2 separate regions of the Arachis hypogaea genome follow, and region 2 is linked to region 1. Evidence: chromatin contacts called from public Hi-C data. All regions are on one chromosome and are shown on one strand. Each heading gives the region's core, a stretch centred on a gene start, on an enhancer-like site or on the middle of the called end of the contact. The rest is flanking DNA. Distances are from core to core; before and after follow the strand shown. Region 1 overlaps LOC112802026 (a long non-coding RNA gene). Region 2 holds the start of LOC112802034.

What was found. Hi-C and Micro-C count contacts between places; a contact is called where the count stands out from the background.
Region 2: a contact with region 1 is called in a Hi-C map of leaf, with 4 times the contacts expected there. The contact joins the promoter of LOC112802034 here to the enhancer-like site in region 1. A contact is called at or near these places in 3 of 8 Hi-C or Micro-C datasets (all in leaf).

What each region holds. Positions count from the first base shown.
Region 1 is chr5:94,553,504-94,556,542 of arahy.Tifrunner.gnm2.J5K5, reverse strand. LOC112802026 (a long non-coding RNA gene) reads right to left here. Exons shown (of 10, transcript XR_011882263.1): 9 at 2,761-2,991; 10 at 2,308-2,622. Among protein-coding and RNA genes, the nearest start is that of LOC112802026, 5.1 kb to the right of the region's middle. Within about 2 kb of position 1,597, at least 1 of the 3 cell types and tissues checked has open chromatin away from gene starts, as enhancers often do.
Region 2 is chr5:94,744,092-94,747,002 of arahy.Tifrunner.gnm2.J5K5, reverse strand. It overlaps LOC112802034, which reads right to left and starts at 1,526. Exons shown (of 3, transcript XM_025845025.3): 1 at 1,316-1,526; 2 at 492-687. The coding sequence starts at 1,511.

The DNA of each region.
Region 1 (3,039 bases), core at 348-2,847:
ACTATTTTTTATTATTAAATTTGTATTCAAGTGTGGTATGAAATTTCAGTTTTAATTTTATTTTTTTCATATGTAATTTTATAGCTTATTATTATTTTCATAGTTAATTATAACAAGTTCTTGATCTCAATAAAGGAGAAGAGAGTTCTAATAGGAGTAAAAATAAAAAATAAAAAACAGCAATAAAATATACATTGACACACATTTTATATTTATTTTTTATTTTCACCTACCATATCATACATAATATTAGTGATTAGGTTATGTAAAATCAACATTTAATATTGGAAAATATTTGTTATCATGGTTATTTTAATATTCATTCTCTTTTATAAAAAAATTATCTTTTGCGTTATTTATCCAAACGCTACAACTTTAAAATAAGTACTTTTATAACTAAAAAACCAAACACAAAATAACTTATTTATAAGTTACTTTTAATAAAAGTCCTTATGTTTTAAGCTCTTTTTTCAAAAGAACTTATTTAAGTTATTTACCCAAACTGGGCCTAGTCAATTTTAAAAAGTTAGGAAGTTAAATAGGACAATTTAAATATTAGAGACAACTTTAAGACTTACCCGTGAGAAACAAAAACAATACTTTACTCATTAAAAAAATTAAATTAATAATTAAAAATATTAATAAAATAAATAAATTTTATTGAACTTTTAACATTTGCCGTAATGAAAATAAAATAATAATTAAAAATAAAAAGGGTGGGCAAGATCAAATATTTGGAGCAGGATTCATGCCTTGCTCTCCTCCAATATGCCTACATCAATAATTTATTTTGGAAAAAATAAGAATGGCGGCGACACCCCGCGGTGGCGGGGGATTAGGTTCGCCAAAGGTTCCAATTTTGACACTGTTTTCTTATATTTTCTAAACCTTATTCGACAAATCTTTTATCTTTTTATTTTTGATCAATCACTTTTGATACTAAAAATAAAAAATGTATAAAAAAGAGTGTACACGAAGACAATATATGGAAAAAGATCCTCTCTAGTTTTTTTAACAATTGATAGAATCCAGTGTGATCTATCACCTTTGATTCTATGAGTGGGACCAGAAATAAATAAGAGAGAGAGCGCAATGAATGGTTAGATTGAACACTGGATACCATCCAGTTTTTTTCTCACTGGAGAGGATCCACTCCCACAATACATAGTATATCACAACATTATTCTATTGTGAACCAATTTATTTGGATTTAATTTTAATTACTATTTGACATATATTAATTTCTTTTCTTCGTAAAACATAATACTTATAATACTTATAATTTTTTTTGGTACACTACTTATAATTTTTTTTTCTTGGAGAACTTTAGTTCGTTGGCCCACAAACTACTGGGAAACGAGTTCGGGAAAGCATAAGCCTTTTTTTCTCTGCTTTTTGGGAGACTTTGAGCAGAAATAAGCTTATATGAATTTATTTTCAGTGTAATTTAGAAAAAAAAAATTACACGTTATAGTTCATGTGTAAAATATAAAAGGCATTGTTCCTCTTTATTTGGTTTGTGCTATTGAATCAAATTAACGCCACTGGAAGATCGTGCATGCTAAACATCTTAAAGGCTTCATATAATACATAGATGTGTCTTTTGTGGGAATCCGGAAGCAATTGAACACTTTTTTTTAGGTATGAACTTGCCTATAAGAGTATAAGGTTTGGGTTTACTAGCACACTCAATTCGTCACTATTACATAAGTGATTTTTACTAATATTTAAAAAACGTTACTAAATCATATTAAAATATTACCTATGTATATTAGTAACATTTTAACAAATGTTAAATATATCTTATATTACTAAAAAGTTTTACTAACATTCTTCTAAAGATTTAATAACATTTAGTAAAAATGTTACAAAAGATATTCTATAGTAATATTATGAAAAGTGTTACAATAGACCATTTATGGTAATACTTAGAGAAATGTTACAGTAGATATTTTTTGTAACACTTAGAAAAATATTACCATAGATATTTTCTATAATACTTAGCAAAATAATACAATAGATATTTTTTGTAATACTTAAAAAATGTTACAATAGATATTTTATATAACACTTAAAAAATGTCACAATAAGTCTTTTTAATAATACTTTAAAAAATGTCGCAATAGATATTTTATAGCAATACTCTAATAAATGTTTCAAAAGATTTTCTTTGCTAACAACAAAAAATATTACAATAGATCTTTAGTAATATTTAAATGCACAAAATATTGAATTAAAATTTTTTTCTTCAATTACATATTTTACACCCACTTTACAAATTAAATCCAAGATATTTAAACATTAAAATTGGTCCAATAAATCAATTTTTTTCATTTTTTCAATATGCTTACATGATTAAATACAAAATATACTACACATAACACACTCTAAGGCCTAGCTAGCTAAGAAATTTCAGAATGAGTTACCAACAAAAACAAACAAATGCCAGCACCAAGTATCTCCCTTACAGGTGCAAATCCAAGCATGTGCATTGCAACAGCAGGACAATGAGACAATTTAATCCCTACTCTTAGCAATACTCATCTCCACAACAACATGGCCTCTTAAGCCTTTATTTACACCTGTGAGGCTGAGAACAACTCTCAAAGCTCGTGCATCACACTGTAAATAGAAAAGGAGAAAAAAGGAAATACTAAGAAAGAATTTATGTGAAAGCACTCAAAACATTATCCACAGAAATATAGTGAAAAGTTATCCTTTCCTAAGAAAATAGAACAAAGATATATACAGCATCAATACCTTCTTTAATTTGTGACAAAGATACCACATTAACCCCTTGGTGGTTTAGCTTTTCGGCCAGAGTAGTAGCACCTGGAACAGGGGCAGCGCCAAGTGCTTCCAAAACTATACTTGTGTTGATGTGAATGAGTTCTTCAGTTGATACACCTCTGGAGCAGCGGGAATGATTGGATTCAATGAGTTCCAAAACAACATTGATGAAGCCAAAAAGAAAAGCACCATCAACAAGTTCTTCAGCCATGATATGATGATTAGAATAATAGCAAATGAATCAGTGAA
Region 2 (2,911 bases), core at 277-2,776, 190 kb before region 1:
GATAAAATACTGGTGCTTATGAGGCCACACAAGAACATAACGGGTATATTCATATGCAAGTCATACAGTCAACCCATAATATAGCAGAATTTGGTGAATCATAAAACTGTCCATCATAGCATTCATGAATTCCATGTCAGATTTTAAGAGTTAATTCTGAGGTAACCTCTAAATGCAAATACAGTCCATACCCTCAAAAAGCCAATTGAAAGAACGTACGATAGCAGTCATGCATTTGCCCGAAGCAGTAAAGACATTTGAAAGGAAGGAGCTCTTATTTGATAACATTATTTGAAAACTTGACATTATTTAAAAGGAAGGAGCTGGTTTTAGCTGCAACATCAGATTCTTGCAAGGAACATCTACTACAATACTATTTGAAAACAAAGGTACTGACATCATCAAACTTAATTAAAGAATACGGCAAATCCACACATGGGAACACTTTTTTTTTTCGGGGAAAATTAGAACAAGATTGGAGAAAATATAACCTAGCAAGGCGGGTGTAGAACAATTGTTTTGCCAGAAGGTCACATTTCTCCACCGTGGGTGGCTCCTGAATGTATTGCTTGTTCTGCTCCAACAACTGCTTGTAGTAGGCAGTTCCATGGTTGGTGATGAATTTTGAGGCTTGGCATGCCTTCGACTGCAGCTGCCGCAACTTTGATGCCATCAAGAGCTCAGATTCTGCAATTCAAGAAGAAAATCAGGAATCCAAATTCTTTATAAAAAATACAAAATCCAGATGCTAACATATATTCGAAAATCCACATAACTACCATTTCTAAAACTTCTTTTTTCTATGTAATCTTTCAGGAAATTAACTGAAAACATTAACGAAGCATGTCAAACTAGAACCCAAGGTTCCCATCGTCGAAATGCATATAAAATTGATTAAAGAGTATATAGCCATTTTTATTTCTTCTATCAGGATACTTCATAATTATACCCAAAAAAATGAATAAAAGGTAGCTATCCAATGACATGAGAATCTCAATAATTTGAATGAAAACAACACAGATCTATCCAGAAATGCACATAGAGAGACTCAAAAACCCTAAATGTCATACTGGGTGCTAAGTCAAAACCCTAAATTTCAAACCATCCATATTACACAAATAATTAAAAAGACGAAAACCAAATTGGAGAATCGGTGAATGTGTGATTGGAGTTAGTGAGAGGAATTACAACAGATCAGAGAAAAGAGATACATGGGAGATCTAAATGACGGATGAAGCAGAAAAAACAAAAATAAAATTAGAAGATGCATAGTAATGAGAGAAGGAGAGAAGGAGAGAAGGAGAGAAGGCATTACCGTGGTGCGAAGGAGAATGAATGAGACTGGAAGTGAAAGTGAGAGTGAGAGTGAGAGAGGGTTTGTTAAGGATTTGAGGGTTGCAGTCGCCGCCGCTAAGTTTGTGGAGGTTCGCAGCAACGAGCGAAATGAAAGAAAAACGATAGTGGCTTTGCGTTGTGTGTAGCAAAATTGAGGTTTTTGTTACTTGTGCCATACTATTACCATTTCCTTCAATTTATTTATTTATTTATTATAATTATTATTAAACCACCATTTGTCCAAAAATAATTAGTTTTGACAACGAAAAAAAAAAAAGAATCATTTTAATTAGCTAATATGATTTTCCTTGTTATTGTAAAGAAAAAAAATATTTCTCATTGTTACCATCCGGTCCTTTCTCAAAACTGTTACCAAATTCGATTATTTTAGATTGGGTCATTTTCACAGCCCAAAACAAATCAATAATCATTAATATCTTAATCTAACATTTAAATTTAAACCTCTTCCTTATCTTAATTGAATAAAATAAGATACCTACCTCAAGTTATATAAAGGGAGTCAAAGATTTTTTCAGATACGTTACACAATCCTAATCCTCATTTATACCTCTCAAATCCATTTTGATTTGGGCGTCGAATTATCTTTGTAGATACTACTCCCGCCGCTCCAAGAGTCCAATCCATCGCCATCAAGACTGGCCAATTCTCAACCCCTCTCATAACCCGTATAAGTGACTTTTTGTACAATGGAGATTCCCTCCAACTAGTCAGAAGCTGTCCGAAATATCAAGCTAATGTCGACCTCCACCAAGCGGCTCCACACCAGCTCAGCGTAATAATAGTAGATTGGCCATTCGGAACATGGAGAACCAACCTCGTAGGACCCTTCCACACAGCTCCCAGGCAACTCTGATACCTTATAATCGCTATCAACTATTACACAAAAAAGATCGAAGTTGAGGCACTGGCTACCATCACGGCCACTCAGTGTCAAAAGTTCTTCTAGAGGCAAGTCATAATCCGCTTTGAAATTCTCGATATCATAATCTCAGACAATGGGACCCAATTTGCGGACAAACGATTCAAGGAGTTCTTGGAAAGATTAGCATCTTCCAGCGGTTCAGCTTGGTAAAATACCTGCAACCCAATGGCCAAGTAGAATTGACCAACAAGATCATCGTAAAAGATCTCAAGAAACGGCTAGACGAGGCCAAAGGCCTATGGGCCGACAAACTTGAATCCGTCATCTGGTCATACCGAACATCCCTTCAAATCTCAATCGGAGAAATCCCTTTCGGTTAACCTACGGCCTCGAAGCCGTCATTCCGGTTGAGGTCAGGGACCCTAACCCACGGAGGATTGTGGGGGAACACGACGAGAACGTCGAGAGGGACCTCGCAGATGAAGTTCAGAGCATAGCACACTGTAGGAACTCACCCTAAAACGAATGATAAGCCTAAGGTACAATCGCAGCGTGGTAAAACGAGACTTCAGACCCGAAAATCTCGTCTTACGACGCAACGATATCGGGCCCCCAACTCCGGGGGAAGAAAATCTCACACCTAATTGGAAGGAGTCTTACTGAGTAAATACCTTAATCGACAGAGGATCCTAC